Regions from separate parts of the Mus musculus genome. Here regions 2, 3 and 4 are each linked to region 1. Evidence: chromatin contacts called from public promoter capture Hi-C data. All regions are on one chromosome and are shown on one strand. Each heading gives the region's core, a stretch centred on a gene start, on an enhancer-like site or on the middle of the called end of the contact. The rest is flanking DNA. Distances are from core to core; before and after follow the strand shown. Region 1 holds the start of Alkbh5 (alkB homolog 5, RNA demethylase). Region 2 holds the start of Fam83g (family with sequence similarity 83, member G). Region 3 holds the start of Jmjd4 (jumonji domain containing 4). Region 4 holds the start of Zfp867 (zinc finger protein 867).

Region 1 (3,356 bases), core at 418-2,917:
GACACAAGCTTCCTATGGTTTGCACGCAAAAAGAAAAAAGGCGAGTCAGAACCATAATAAGAACCGGCTCCCGCCAGCTGTGGCTTCCCCGGAACCGGGTGGACACTTTTAGGCGGCAGGGTGCAGGGCCAGCCCCTCCTCCCAGGTGTGTTACCTGAGCACAGTCACGCTCCCCCTGCGCACCGGCAGAGAAAGCACAGGTTCCGACACCCGGATGGGCTTGAACTGGAACTTGCAGCCGAAGCAAAGTGCCGAGTCGCTGAAGAAAGACACGGACACGATGGGGCGCTCGAAGATGTGGATGGGGTCAACGTGGGACACGATGCAGCCGCCGGGCTGGTAGTCGTTGATGACCGCGCTGTTGACGAAGCCCTCGGGGATGACGCGGTGCTCCACCAGCTTCTGGATCACCAGCTGATGCACCCAGTCCGGGATCTCGTCGACGTCGCCCGGCGGGTAGAGGCGCTCCTGGCCCGGCCCGCGCTTCTGCAGCTGGGCCCCGTACGTGTAGCCCTCGCCGAAGAAGTACTTGTTGCGCAGGGGGGCCCGGTCCACCGTGTGCTCGTTGTACAGGCCCTTCTCGGCGCGGGACACCACCTCATCGATGCGGGCCTCGATCTTGGAGCACTCATCCTGACTGAAGAGCCGGATCTGCCGGATGCCGCTCTTCACCTTGCGCGCCTCTTCCTCCTTCTGCAACTGATGCTCCTCGTAGTCGCTGCGCTCGGGGTCCGAGTCCTCCTGGTATTTCCGCTTGGTGGTCCCGGACGCCGGGTAAGGCTCAGCGGCGGCCGCGGCAGCGGCAGCGGCAGCCACGGCGGCGGCCGCAGCGGCGGCGGCCTCCCGACTGCCCGCCTTGTAGTTGTCCCGGGACGTCATGGACTTGAGCTTCTCCCGCAGGTCGGTGTAGCCGCTGGCGGCCGCCATGGCCCCCGCCAACTCAACTCTAGGGTCCTCCGCGGCGGTCCGGCATGGCTCTCAGGGGACCCGAAAGGGACCCGAAAGGGAAGCGAGGGTCCTCAGTGCCAGGCCCCCATGCGTGGCTCAAGGGACCAAAGGGGTAGGCGTAGAGGGGCCGGGAAGGGGTCGAACCTCAGCCGCGGTCGGTCATGCAGCACCAGCTACAGCGGGGCTTCCTCCTCCTCCACCTTCTCCGCGTCCTGAGGGAAAAAGGCGCCGGCAGCGCCTCATGCCGCGGAGGGCTTCGGCCAAGACTCCGCCAGACTCCCGGTCGGACCCTCAGACGCCCGGCCCGGCCCGCACTTTAAAGCTCTCCTCACGACGTCACCGCCAGCCCGCCCGACCTCCGACAGCGCCGCTCCTTAGCGGGCTTCTCGACGCGCGTGCGCACTGCCGGCGGCCACGAGACTCCACGTACTTTGAGCATGCGCGTGCGTGCCGCCCAGTCGGCGGAGAGGCCGGCGCATGCGCAGACGAGGCCCGCTCGTCGGCCGCCGCCCCTCCCCCCACCCGCGGAAAGCTTCGAGAACAGCTCCCGAAAACAACAATTTGCCTGCACGCCAAGCCGCCTCCGGGGCCGAGGGACTCCACCCGCCGGAGTGTGCTCGCGGTGTCCACTGGACAGCGCTGCCGCGTCACGGCATCGTGCGGATGCCCGCAGACGCCTCAGCTTCCAGCGCACAAATCCTCGGGAATCGCCACAACCCAGTCCGCCCCGTGACCGCCCCCTTTGGAGCTTCCACTTTCTTAATTGGACTGCCGGCCACGCGTTGGGCAAACACGGACTGGAGTTTCCAGAGTCGGTTGGTAAATCATGCTTGTCAATCAACTAGTCTCCTTGGCTACTGCGTCCATCACTTAATTAGCTTCGGGCAGAAGCTCGAGGACCCCTGAAGAGTGAATGGGTGGCTAAGTAAGTGCCTGAATGGAGTTCTCGGCGACGAAAAGCCCTCAGGACTCCGGTGAAGCTTCGGAAACAGTGGAAAGTTAAAATTACGGGCAGGAGAGCATCAGGCCCAAACTGTGGAGCAAGCCAGGACAACAAAAGCTGGAGGCGCGCGGTCCGGGCACCCACACCCCATTCCCGCCGCCATCGCTTCCCGAAGCGGACGTTCCACAAGTCACGTCCCGGGACTGCCCACGGGTCGCGCAGCCGCGGGCACGCGCACGGGCACGTCACGTTCCTACTGGGGTTGGGCGTTGTTATAGGGGGCGACAAAAAGGCTTTCCTGTCTGAAGGGCGCAGATTTACCACGGATCGGTCCAAATTGGAAATATTCTTCAGACAGAAAATAAATAAATTGCACAGTGGGATGGTAAATGCGTCTCAGCACTCTGGAGACTGGTTGGAGGATAGCTCACAAATTGGATGCCAACCTAGGCTACACAGCGAGCCTCTGTCTCAAAACAACTACAACAAACCCAAACAATAAAAAATCCTGAAGCGGAGGAGAAAGCCTGAACAAAGGTTTAGCCGTGCTGGAGGTCCCTGGGCACTCCAGCAAATAGGAATAGCAAAGAGGTTCTGCTCTGAACCTCCCCAAGATGAATTCCAGCTTCCTTTTCTGGTTCCCAGTCCCTTTTCCAGTCTTTGATACTCCGTCAGATTTTCATATATCGCCGCCCCTCCTGGCTGTCCATGCTGTCTGTCATCTGTAATGCCTGTCCATCTACAGTGTCTGTCACACAGCTCACCCCTTGTCTTCCAGGCATCCCAGAGTCTGGTGTGTAAAACCAGGAACCAGTACTTACCTCGAACGGTGGTTGTGAGGATGGAATGACGCAGCAGAAGGATTGCTGATACAGCATCCAGACCTCAGTCTTCTAATCTGAAAACTGAGGGTGGCAGCAGTCTCTGTTGGAAAGTGGGGACTGTGTGGTAACTTGGAAAAGTTTGTGGAGTGGAAAGCCAAGAAATTAGGGAATCCAGGCCACCCTCTCTCCCAAACAGCAGGCAGACAAAAGGGAAATGGGTCTGGGGATTCCCGGGGCAGCCCCTTGGGCCCAGGTGACAGAGAGAGGGTGGAAGGGCAGCTGCAGGTAGAAGATGGACTGAAGGGCAAAGCCAGCTGAACTGGACTTGAGCCCGGTCTGTACTGTGTGAACACCTGGTGGGTCTCTTACCTGAGCAGTTTGCCTGGGCAGATTGAAGCTTTTCAGGAGCCCAGCTCTCTAAGCCTCTGATCTGCCTTTCATGGCGGGAGCTCTTTACCACTGCACCCAGATGCACCTAATAGCTAAGGTCCCCAGCTCTGCTCACCCAGGCAAAAATGACCCTCTTTGGGTACGGTGCACACCTTTAAACCCAGCACTAAGTTTTGTGTGTGTGTGTGTATGTACCTCAGGAGTTCAGGGCCAGCCAGGGCTACATAGACTGCCTCAGAAAAAGATTTTTT
Region 2 (3,356 bases), core at 290-2,789, 1.1 Mb before region 1:
CCCAAGAGCTCCCCAGGCCCTGTCAGCCAGATCAGTCCCCAGGGTAGACACCTGGCCTTGTACACTGACTGCCTCATTCTGGACCCGGACAGTGAAGGGGTCAGACCCAGGTAGGAACACTCTCACTACCACCTGAAGACAGACCTGCTCTAGATATATCGCAACTTGCTGGGCTACCTTGCCTGTCAAATCAGGCACACCTCTGCTCATTCATGGCCACCCAGCTATGGTTTGACTGTCTGTACAAGCATTGTACACAGCTTCTCAAGATGTGTGTGTGTCAGTATGGAGCAGTCACCCAAAGCCGGGCACTGTGCAGCCCAGTCAACGGCTGTCAGCTAAGGGAATCCACACAAGGCCTGAAGAGCCTCTTGATGGCAAACCACAACCTAAGTAAATACCCTCACCTCTTCCACTGGTGAAAACCTTCAATAGGTACCACCTGCTCTGGCCTGGACAGCTGCTGCTACTGTAGCACTCAGAGAAAAGCTTGGAGAACCACCACCAGCCACACAGCACAGCTAGGAAGCAGGCAGATTTCCTCAGGGCTCCAGACCAGCCTCCACGTCTCTCCCGAGACCCCTGCCAGCAAGCTCATGTATGTGTGCAAGCTTCTATCTGCTCCTGGGTCTGAGACGAGATAAGGGAGAGTGGGTGAGAGAAAGGCCGCATTCCTCCCACACAGCTCATGGTTTGCATTTGGGGAACTCAGAAACACTCCAGGAGGGCACAGAAGCCCACTCAGCCTGGAAGCCCAGTGCCACCTGCTAGAGGGAGTGGACATTCAGCTTCTGATCACCGGAGGAGGCAACCGAGAGGCCAGTCAGAGGTCCAGGGGCTGTCTCGGTGCCCATGCGTGCTGGGTGAATGGGGGTCTCGCCGTGGCGCCTCACCTTCTGCGCCTGGCTGACCATCTTGCGCACCACTTCCTTGATGTGCGGCTGCCCGTCGATGGGTGGCTGCATGTAGACGCTGGCCCGGGTCACACCTCGGTAGGCAATGGTGTCAGGCCAGCCCAGGTCCAGCTGCGGGATGGAGCGGTCCGACTTCTGGGGCCAATACTCCAGCGAGGGCAGCGTCTCCGTGGCTGGGGGCCCGCCCGCCGCACTGGTCTCCTCGCTGGCATCCGCGCCTCCGTTGTCCTGGGGTTCGGGGCGGCGGCCCGAGACCCGCGGGTCCTCAGAGCCCGGGTCGTACACCTCGATGGCCTCCACGATACGCGAAAGCTCCAGCTCCGAAAGAAAGTCGCGGATGTTCTCGCGCTTCAGCACCTCGTAGAAGGCGTCGCGACCCCGGGCCACCAGGGCCTCCAGGGCCAGCCTCTGCTCCTCGCTGTAGAAGAACTCGGGCTTCGACTCGCTGGATCGCCAGTTCACGTGGTTGTCGTCCAGACACTGCACCTGGGAGAAGGCCATGGTGGCCCTCGCTGTGGGAACGCGGCCCGACGGGCACCGCGCTCTCAGGCTCCGGGGCCTCGGCGCCTCTGAGAACCGCACCTGAGGGAATCAGCAAAAGACCGCGGTCGGGGTCAGAGGGCGGGCGGGGGCGTGGCGAAGGAAGGGGCGTGGCGGGTAGTGTGTGGGCGGAGCGAGGCGTGGCGAGGTTAGCCAGAGCCGTCCAGGGCCGCGGTTGTCCTCTGCCTCTGTCTTGGGATCCGCCTGAGGTTCTCGGAATCCTGGGAATAAGCTGGGGCTGACGGGGACCCTCGCCCCAGTCCGGAGTAAGAGCCGGGACGCCAGCCCAAGTGAGGCTCGCAAACCCGGAGGAGGGACTTGCTTACCAAGCAGGTGGCGCCGTGCAGACCGGACGACCCGAGGAACCACAGGCGTTGGTGGTGGCACCGGGCTGGACCGCCGGTGACTAAGGGCGGTCCCGCCCACCCTGCCACCCTCACCTGGGGTCACGTGCGGCCCCGGGGGCGGAGCCGGAAGCTGATTCATCTCCTCAGACGGCGCAAGGCTGGACAATTTGCTGCCTCTAAGCCTCGTGGAAGTCTTCCTCTGCCCCCCAGTCCCGCTGGCGATCCTGGTCCATCTCTGGCCCGGTTCTGTCTTGCGGGTGGGATGCTCAGCTGTCCAGTTGTAGACTGAAGGTTGGGTCGTGGGCCGAGGCCCAGCTCCAGCTCCAACTGCTTCCACACTCTTGCTCTCCATGTGCACAGACCAGATACAGATTAGTCCTGAGCCCAACTGCTTGCTGGGATCCCACCTAGCAGAACCTGGTGCACCTCACATGCCTGAACCCTGCGCCAGAAAAGGGTAGAGAGAACCAAGCTGTGCTCAAACGCAGCTCTTGGCTGTTCCCCAGTGATGGAGACCATTAGGTCCTTATCTGAGGGCAGGATGTCAGGTGCAGTTTGGCAAAGGGCTCCTTCCTGAAGCTTCTTGTTTCAGGACACCAGGCCAATACTGCCCTGTCTTTCTAGCCTACTTACCATCTCTGGGTCAGGATAGAGCTGGTTTGAGTCCCAGTGGACCCTGGCCTTAACCTAATGAGGACAAGCTAATGGCAACATTGTACCCTCCAGACATGTCCTCACTGTTCATTTTCCAGTAAGGCCTCCTTGCCCTGCATTCACTGCTTTCAAAGCTTCAAAGCCTAGTTAGCATCCTTGGAGTCCTCACCACTGATCCCCAGACTCAAACCCTTCACCTCTAGCCTCAAAGTCCTCATCAGGCCTTACACTGGGTGAACACTGTGGTTCATACCTGCTCTTGCTTGGCACTCTTGCCCACCTCGGGCACCTGAGTCACCTCCTTACCTCCCATTCCCAAGGAGCAGAGAGGGGCAGTGATGAGTGTGAGTCTTGTACCCTCAACAAAGATGTGCTGACCCTCAGTTTATTCTCTTGTTCTTACCACTGTGGAGTTCCCGGCTTCATTAAGGAACCTGGCCCTCTGGCTGGAAGGCTCATCTGCTCCACTCAAGTCACAAGAAGCTGTAAAGAGTGAATGGAGAGGCTATTCATTTTCTCCAGTTTCATCTGATATGACTGTCTTGGCCAGAAAATCCTTTGGGCCATCCACAGAGCTGCATCAGATCTTGTGTGTGTGTGTGTGTGTGTGTGTGTGTGTGTGTGTGCGTGCGCGTGAGCGCTGGGGAGTGGGGTATACAGCCTTGTCATTATGTATAGGTTTAACAACCATTACCATCAAGATATGCACACCTCTAATCCCAGGACTTGGAATGCGTGGCAGGATTACAGAATTGCAGGCTGGAGGCCAACCAAAGCTAGCAGGATTGTGACACTGCAGAGCCCTTACTTATTAGAACTAAGCAGCCAGGTCCCCACCCCAACCTTGACAGCCATTTTCTATCTCCTAATCCCGTGGAAATGGCAGCATCATTAGCAAATT
Region 3 (3,356 bases), core at 306-2,805, 1.1 Mb after region 1:
TGTGCCTAAGTGCATGACTACCGTAGCTTAGCACAGCAACAGAGCACACTGTAAAGGTGTGATCATTTTAGTAGATCCGGGGGTTTAGATGGAGGTTATGGCTTCTTGACCCTGTCCATCATTGAGAGAGAAGGGTGGGAGATGAACAGACCATATATAGCTAGCCTGGGAAGACACCATAATTCAAATTTTGAAGTAGTTTCTACTGACTGCAATGCATTCTTGCTCCAGCAAGACGTCAAAAATCTCCTAAGTAAAGCTGTCACAAGATGCTGTGTGAGAAAAGTGGAAGCTGATAAGGGAGAGTATTGAATGTGTCTTTAAAGAGTAAAGGGGTTTCCAAAGTGGGACAAGAGTGGTTGCGGAAAGGTCACTTGTCCCTTTAGAGAGCTTAGAATGGCCCAGGGGATGGCAAGAATCCCCAGAGCAATCGTAGAAGGAACAAGCGTCCTCTCAGTGGGGTTGCAGAGAGGACAGCCCCAGAGGATCTGAGATACCAGCTCAAAAATACAGAAGAGGAAGGAGACACCAGGCCGCCTGTACCCATACAAGATGTACGAAAGACTTACCTTCCCCATAATAGTCTACCTGGCTCGCTATGTTGATCTCCCCACATCTTCGCATCAGTTCTGTGATACACATTAGAACTCTGCTGTAGAGGTAGCCCCTCTGAGTGCAGTGGGCGTGCTCCACCTGGACTGGCTGCACTAGCTGCTTAGGGTAAGTGCCCAATGGCCATGCGCCGTCCTGTCTTATTACCTGCACAGATGCCAGTCCTTGAGGTAGAGGCAGCCCCGCGAAGAGGAGTAACTCCCTTGGATGTAGTCCTTCCAGTAACTGATATAGTCGCGGAAGGACATGTGCTCCTTGGGGTTTGAATTGTATTCTCGCACTCCACAGTTGGCAACCGGTACAACCGCGTCTCCTGCAGCGAGAGAGTCAGCACAGAAATGGCAGAGTCATACACGTAGTTCACCATCTTGGGGTCCGGCCACCCTCTGGCCGAATTATCCAGACTCCACTAGTCTGTCCGGCCCCGGCCGCCCTCCCATGCCGGGGTCTATACCTCCCGTCTGCGCCCTCCTACCATACTTCTGCTGCAGATACTCGAAGTCAGGCTTTCCCTCCGAGGTCACCCAGCGCCGCCTGCTGCCCCAGCCCTCGGTGAAGGCGCTAGAAAACACGCAGGGCAGGTTAGGCAGCAGGAAGCCCTTCACGAAGTCAGCATAGGAGAAGGCGTTCGGGGTCTGAATGAAGGTCACGCCGCTGGGTGTGGGGCCGCCACCGCCGCTAGGGACTGGGTCTCGGAGGTCCCGGTAGTACCGCTCGGCAAAGGTGCGTGTCTCCCGATCCATCCACCGGGAAACCTGACCCCAGAGGCCCAGTCCGGCTTCTCGCTACACCCCAAATAGGGACCGGAGGCTGAGAAACCCCCTAAAATCAGCTCGGAGTGGTAACCACAGAGAAAGAGCCCGGAACGAAAAGCCACAGGTGCGACATTCCAGCAGGAACGCGGGCCTTGGGGCTCCCAGGGTGTGCGCGTGCGCGCCTACGCGGCCCCGCCCTCTCGCGCAGGCGTACAAGCGCTCGCCGAGTGGCTGACCTGCTCCCCAGCTGCTGGCGTCTCTGTCTGGTGGTCCAGTGGAGCGTGCCATTGCGTCTTCTGCGTGCTCCTCTTGCCTCAGGTGAGCTGCTACCGCGCAGCTAGCCAGTACCGGAGCCCGCCACCGACACAGGAGATGAACATCAGTCTCAAACCTCAAAGGATGACTGGGTCCTGAGAGGATGCTGGGGCGCAGAGCGGGCGGTCAGGATCCGCGGGGGGTGGGGCGGCGGGGTGGGGGTGGGGCGGCGGGTGGGGGTGGGGCGGCGGGGTTGGGCGGCGGGGTGGGGGGTGGGGGTGATGTTCCCGAGTGTCTTGGATAGATTGTGGAGGAACCTTTTAAAGGATTGTGATGTTTCCTTAGAAATAGAACGAGGAAAAATTAAAAGGAGAAAATGAGCTTTTTTGGGGGGCGGGGGGGGGGAGATGCTGAGGTTCAGGTAGAGAGGTATGTATGCATTGGGAAGAGGGGAAGGATAGAAACGAGGCGGAGGAGGGTTGTTTGGCCAAACTCGCCTGTTGTGGCCTTTATCGTGACGCTTGTCTGGAGCTGTGTTGCGGCTAGGTCATGGTAGAGATGACAGCTCATAGAGAAATTCAAGTGACGAGAAACATCGATGCCAGGACTCGTGGTGCACGCCTATAATCCCAGTATTGGGGATGCTGAAACGGAAAGGTTCCGAGGTTCTAAGCCAAAATGAACCACAAATCATGACTTAGCTCCAAAAGAAAAAAAGCCAGGTTACAATAACAACAACAATAAAACCCCAACGCACCCAGAATTCCATTCACGTGTAATCACTAACTCTGGTATTGAGCCAGTTTTTTCCAGGTATGCATGTGTTTATACATTTTATCCCTGTTACCCCCTCCCTCTCTTCCCTCTTTTCCTGCATTGGCAGCATGTTATATTTGGAAACACCATTTTAGATTTTTTAAAATCTCCTCCTACAATTGGCCTACAATTCTTAAAATTCCTGGACAGGTTGAGTTGATAAATGCCATTTTGCATGCTAATGAGTCCAACACCATCCAACAGCCAGTAGGGTAGATTCCAGATGGAATGGCTCACTGAAAGACCTGAGTAGGATCAGAGGGTGGGGACTTTGAACCCAGCCCTCAGCTTCTAGGGCTAAAGGTTGAGTGGGTCATCAGTGGTCAGTGTCTCATCAGTCATGTCCACAGCATCCCTAGAAGACCCATTCAGAGGATCCTATGTGCTTAGGGAGGTGAGGGCTGGTTCTTCTTAGAAGTTGGTGGTTTTCTGAGTAATACGAGCTTCTAGGGGAACTCCAAACCAAGGAGGACCTCTGGAACCCTGCTTTCTAGGTGCTGGCCATCAGAGTGGTACTACAACCTGGGCTTGCATCTGCACCAATGTAGGGACATCTTGGGAGACAGAACCCCACCCTTGGGACCTAATATGATCTTGAGGCAGACATTTGTCAGAGCTGAACTGAATTAAGGACATTCTTCCTCTGGTGTTCACTGATAAGGACCCTTTTAGGGTCCCAGAATCCTGTACTGACTAGGACATGAGAGTAGAGGTAAAATATGTAGTTTGTTTTGTTTTCTGGGAAAGTATGAAACCCAGTTAGGAATTACTTCTTTGCTTGAGTATCTAAGACCATTGTCCACGAGCAAGAAAGAGGTCAGGGCCAGCAGGTAGGTATATATGCTCTCAAGAGCTCTGGGGCAGCGTAGCCTGTGGCACTGTAATGGGAACATGAGCCCTTGTGCCCTGTGTAGTTAG
Region 4 (3,356 bases), core at 557-3,056, 1.1 Mb after region 1:
GGCTGTGGCTGTGCCGGGGTGAGGAAGATGTAGCTGTGAGGCCGCCCGGCTGCCGTCCTGCAGGCTGCAGGCTCTGCCTTTCACCACCCAGGCAACAGCCAGGGCCCCACTCCTGAAAGACACTGGCAACACACCTCTTAGCCGATTTGTTTTCTCCTCATCTTTTTTATTTTTATTTCTACCAGGGTAGAGGCCGTGTTGAGCTGGCCTCTAATGAGGACTTTAAATTTCCCCTGGATGGTTGTTGGGCGGGAGGGGACTTTTTTTTCTGAATGGCTATTAATAGTATTAGATCATTACAACTTATGTAATTTTCAAAGGTTGTGCGATTATAAGGGAAAGAGGCAAACCATAGATAACACAGAGCCCGATTAAAATAAATTGGCATTGGAGTGCTTCACCCTTTAAAAAAAAATTATAGATGTGGCCCTTCATTAACTTCTATTCGAAGCTGGGCAGTGGGGGCGCATGCCTTTAGTCCCAGCACTTGGGAGGCAGAGGCAGGCGGATTTCTGAGTTCAAGGCCAGCCTGGTCTACAGAGTGAGTTCCAGGACAGCCAACATTACACAGAGAAACCCTGTCTCGAAAAACCAAAAAAAAAAAAAAAAAAAAAAAAAAACCAAACAAACAAAACTTCTATTCAACATTGCTATCTTAGAGGAGTGCCTTCCCTTTTAAAGCTCAGGCTAGCTCCTTGTTTTGGCCAGAGCTCTCTAGATGAACAGAGCTGATAGTATATATATAATTTATTAGAGTGCTTTACAGGCTGTGGTTCAGCTAGTTCGATACTAGCTGTCCCCCAACAGAGAGCTGTGGGCAACCCATGGGGACGGATGTCTCTGTTGGTCCTCAGTAGACACTGGAACCCTAAAGAAGTAGATTCTAATAGCAGCAAAGGCATGCTTTGGTGGCAGGGGAGACAGACTTGCCAATGGGAGGGGAGACAAGCAGGTAAGGAGCAGGAGCTTCCTTCTTCCACATTGCATCATATAGCCTGTCATGAAGGTGTGCTTCAGGGTTAGAGTAGGTCCTCTAACCTCAGATGATCCAGTCAAGAAAAATCGCTCACAAGCATTCCCAGCCTCTCGGGTTTTAGTTGATTCTAGACGTAGCCAAGGTGACAACCAACAATAGCCATTACAGTCCTCAAGCTAGGAAGATTATGACATCTAAATTTTTAAAAATGAGGGCTCTGGCTCAGTTGGCAGAGTCCTTGTTTAGAATACAAGAAGTCCTTAGCAGGATCCCCAGTGATGCATAATAGCACACATGTCCTTCTAGCACTCCAAAGATGGAGGCAAGCAGATCCGGGGGTTCAAGGCTGGCCTGAACTGTATTTGAGGCAAGCTACACGAGACCCTCCCTGTCTCAATGTATTCACAATAAAAATTTCAAATAATTGTCATGTTAGGAATTTCCAGTTGTAAATAGCATATGTGTGTGTGTGTATGTATATGTGTATATCTATCTATCTATCTATCTATCTATCTATCTATCTATCTATCTATCTCTATCTCTATCTCTCTCTCTATCTATCTATCTATATGTTATTGTTCCATGGATATGTTTCTGTAGGTAAAGTACAAGTGTGTCCTGTCCTGGCAGGGCCATTGCTAGAGTGCAAACAAATCTTGTCCCGTAAGTATCTCTCTGTCAAAGGTTAGATTACATCCCTAATCACTCAAGGATTGGGGGCGTGTCCAAACCCTTCGTCTATCAGAGTGGAATTGTCCAATCAGGCCGCAGCTCGAGCGGAGGGGCGGGGCAGGATGCTTTACTCTCGCGGTGTTTGGTTCTTTTCACTGTTTAGTTCTTGTTCAGGTTCCGTTTCTTCAGGTTCTATGTCTGGCTCACAGTTGTGTATGGTGGCTCCGCTGTAGCTAGCGTCCTTATGAGGTGCAGACGACGACGATGCGGGACAGCAGAAATTCGGAAATGGTGAGCGTTCCGGCCGACGCTGGCTACAGCCAACCAGTACCAGCCGCAGGGAAGGCCTCCGTAGCTGGTGTCTGCGGCCCGATCCCGGTGCTGTCCGGTGTCCTGGGTGTCCTGGGTCCCCTCGCTTCCCATCTGCCCTCGCGGCGGCCTGACCGACTCACCTCAGGACTTGGGGCGTCATGGCCGACCCACCTTAGGACTTGGGACGCTGGCTTCTTGGTTGTGGGTTCCCGCCCTTCAGCCATGGCTGGGCTTTCCCGAGTCTTGGAAAGTGGGGTCTCAATCTATTTACTCTTCGCCTGCCTGTCCCACGCCCCCGTGTTCACAGTGAAGTCCCAAAATTCCAGTCTTTAGGGCCGTCCCCCCGCTAGTCTCAGGACATCGATGGTTGGTTAGTAGGAAAAAGCCGAGAGAGATTTCGTCAGTGCGGGCACCGTAGAAGCGGGACAGATGAAGGGTCTAGGACACTCCTACCCCAATTGATCTTTGGACAGGAGCTTTAGGCTTAAATAGAGGAAGGCCAGACCAAAAAAAAAAAAAGCTTAAACACAGCAGCCTAATGTAAGGTGGGCCCCGCCCATCTTTGTCTCCGCTCATTTGAGACCTGAAGGGGACTAGGTGTTTCTCTGGAGATAGCTCCTGCTTCTGTGAAGGGCTGTCCTTCCATGAATCCTGGGTGACTGCAGGTTAAGGACCATAACTTATCTCTGTGCCCTCAGCGGCAGAGTGAAGGCCGGGATGCCAGGCGGTCATCCCGCCTTTATTTGTGGCTGTATGTGGATACACACACGTGTGTGGGTGTCTGAGGAAGTCAGAAGACGGTGTCAGATTCCCTGGAGCTAAAGGTATGGGCGGTTATGAGCTGCCCCAAAGTGGTTGCTGGAAACTGAACTCCATCCAGCTTTCTTCAAGAGCAACAAATGCTCTTAACCACTGAGCCATCTCTGCAGTGCCCCCCGCCCCCAACAGTTTCAGTACCAGTATTTTCAAATGCCAACTTCTACTGTAAAAGGTTTTAAAAGTGACAACCATTACTGTTTATTTTCGTTGCTAAATAAATAGAAATTGACACAATATCTTTTTCATTTCCTATTAGTAATGGTCCCAGGTTCAGAACTGCCAGATGCTGACAAATTTCTTATAGCTGCCATATGTCCTAGCCTAAAGTTGACCTTTCATCATCCACTTAGACAGCAGCCTGAGATCTGGGGTGAAACCTCTTCGAGGAGCAGCTAGAGGACCTGGAGCTGGAGCAATCGAATAGTCCTCATCTCAATAGTTCATTTTTTTCCTTGTTTTTTAAATACTTATGTATATGAGTACCCTATTGTTGTCTTCAGTACACCAGAGGAGGGCATCGGATCCCATTACAGATGCTTGTGAGCTACCATGTGGTTGCTGGGAATTGAACTCAGGA

The links. Promoter capture Hi-C pulls out the DNA fragments that hold promoters and counts their contacts.
Region 2: a promoter capture Hi-C map of liver shows a contact between it and region 1, with 5 times the contacts expected there. The contact joins the promoter of Fam83g here to the promoter of Alkbh5 in region 1. A contact is called at or near these places in 4 of 39 promoter capture datasets (liver, pre-B cells and stem cell-derived epiblast-like cells), 1 of 484 Hi-C or Micro-C datasets (embryonic stem cells) and 1 of 115 datasets of contacts at active chromatin or transcription factors (embryonic forebrain).
Region 3: a contact with region 1 is called in a promoter capture Hi-C map of liver, with 4 times the contacts expected there. The contact joins the promoter of Jmjd4 here to the promoter of Alkbh5 in region 1. A contact is called at or near these places in 3 of 39 promoter capture datasets (liver and pre-B cells).
Region 4: a promoter capture Hi-C map of pre-B cells shows a contact between it and region 1, with 2.5 times the contacts expected there. The contact joins the promoter of Zfp867 here to the promoter of Alkbh5 in region 1. A contact is called at or near these places in 4 of 39 promoter capture datasets (the C10 cell line, liver and pre-B cells) and 1 of 115 datasets of contacts at active chromatin or transcription factors (kidney).

Annotation. Positions count from the first base shown.
Region 1 is chr11:60,535,994-60,539,349 of GRCm38.p6, reverse strand. Alkbh5 (alkB homolog 5, RNA demethylase) reads right to left here and starts at 1,667. Exons shown (of 4, transcript NM_172943.4): 1 at 155-1,667. The coding sequence starts at 927.
Region 2 is chr11:61,682,593-61,685,948 of GRCm38.p6, reverse strand. It overlaps Fam83g (family with sequence similarity 83, member G), which reads right to left and starts at 1,539. Exons shown (of 5, transcript NM_178618.3): 1 at 894-1,539. The coding sequence starts at 1,415. The region is part of intron 9 of Slc5a10 (solute carrier family 5 (sodium/glucose cotransporter), member 10); the gene reads left to right.
Region 3 is chr11:59,448,244-59,451,599 of GRCm38.p6, reverse strand. Jmjd4 (jumonji domain containing 4) reads right to left here and starts at 1,555. Exons shown (of 6, transcript NM_178659.6): 1 at 1,088-1,555; 2 at 760-925. The coding sequence starts at 1,355. Snap47 (synaptosomal-associated protein, 47) reads left to right here and starts at 1,566. Exons shown (of 5, transcript NM_144521.3): 1 at 1,566-1,685.
Region 4 is chr11:59,470,924-59,474,279 of GRCm38.p6, reverse strand. It overlaps Zfp867 (zinc finger protein 867), which reads left to right and starts at 1,806. Exons shown (of 4, transcript NM_178417.3): 1 at 1,806-1,939. The coding sequence starts at 1,913. It also overlaps the pseudogene Gm12263.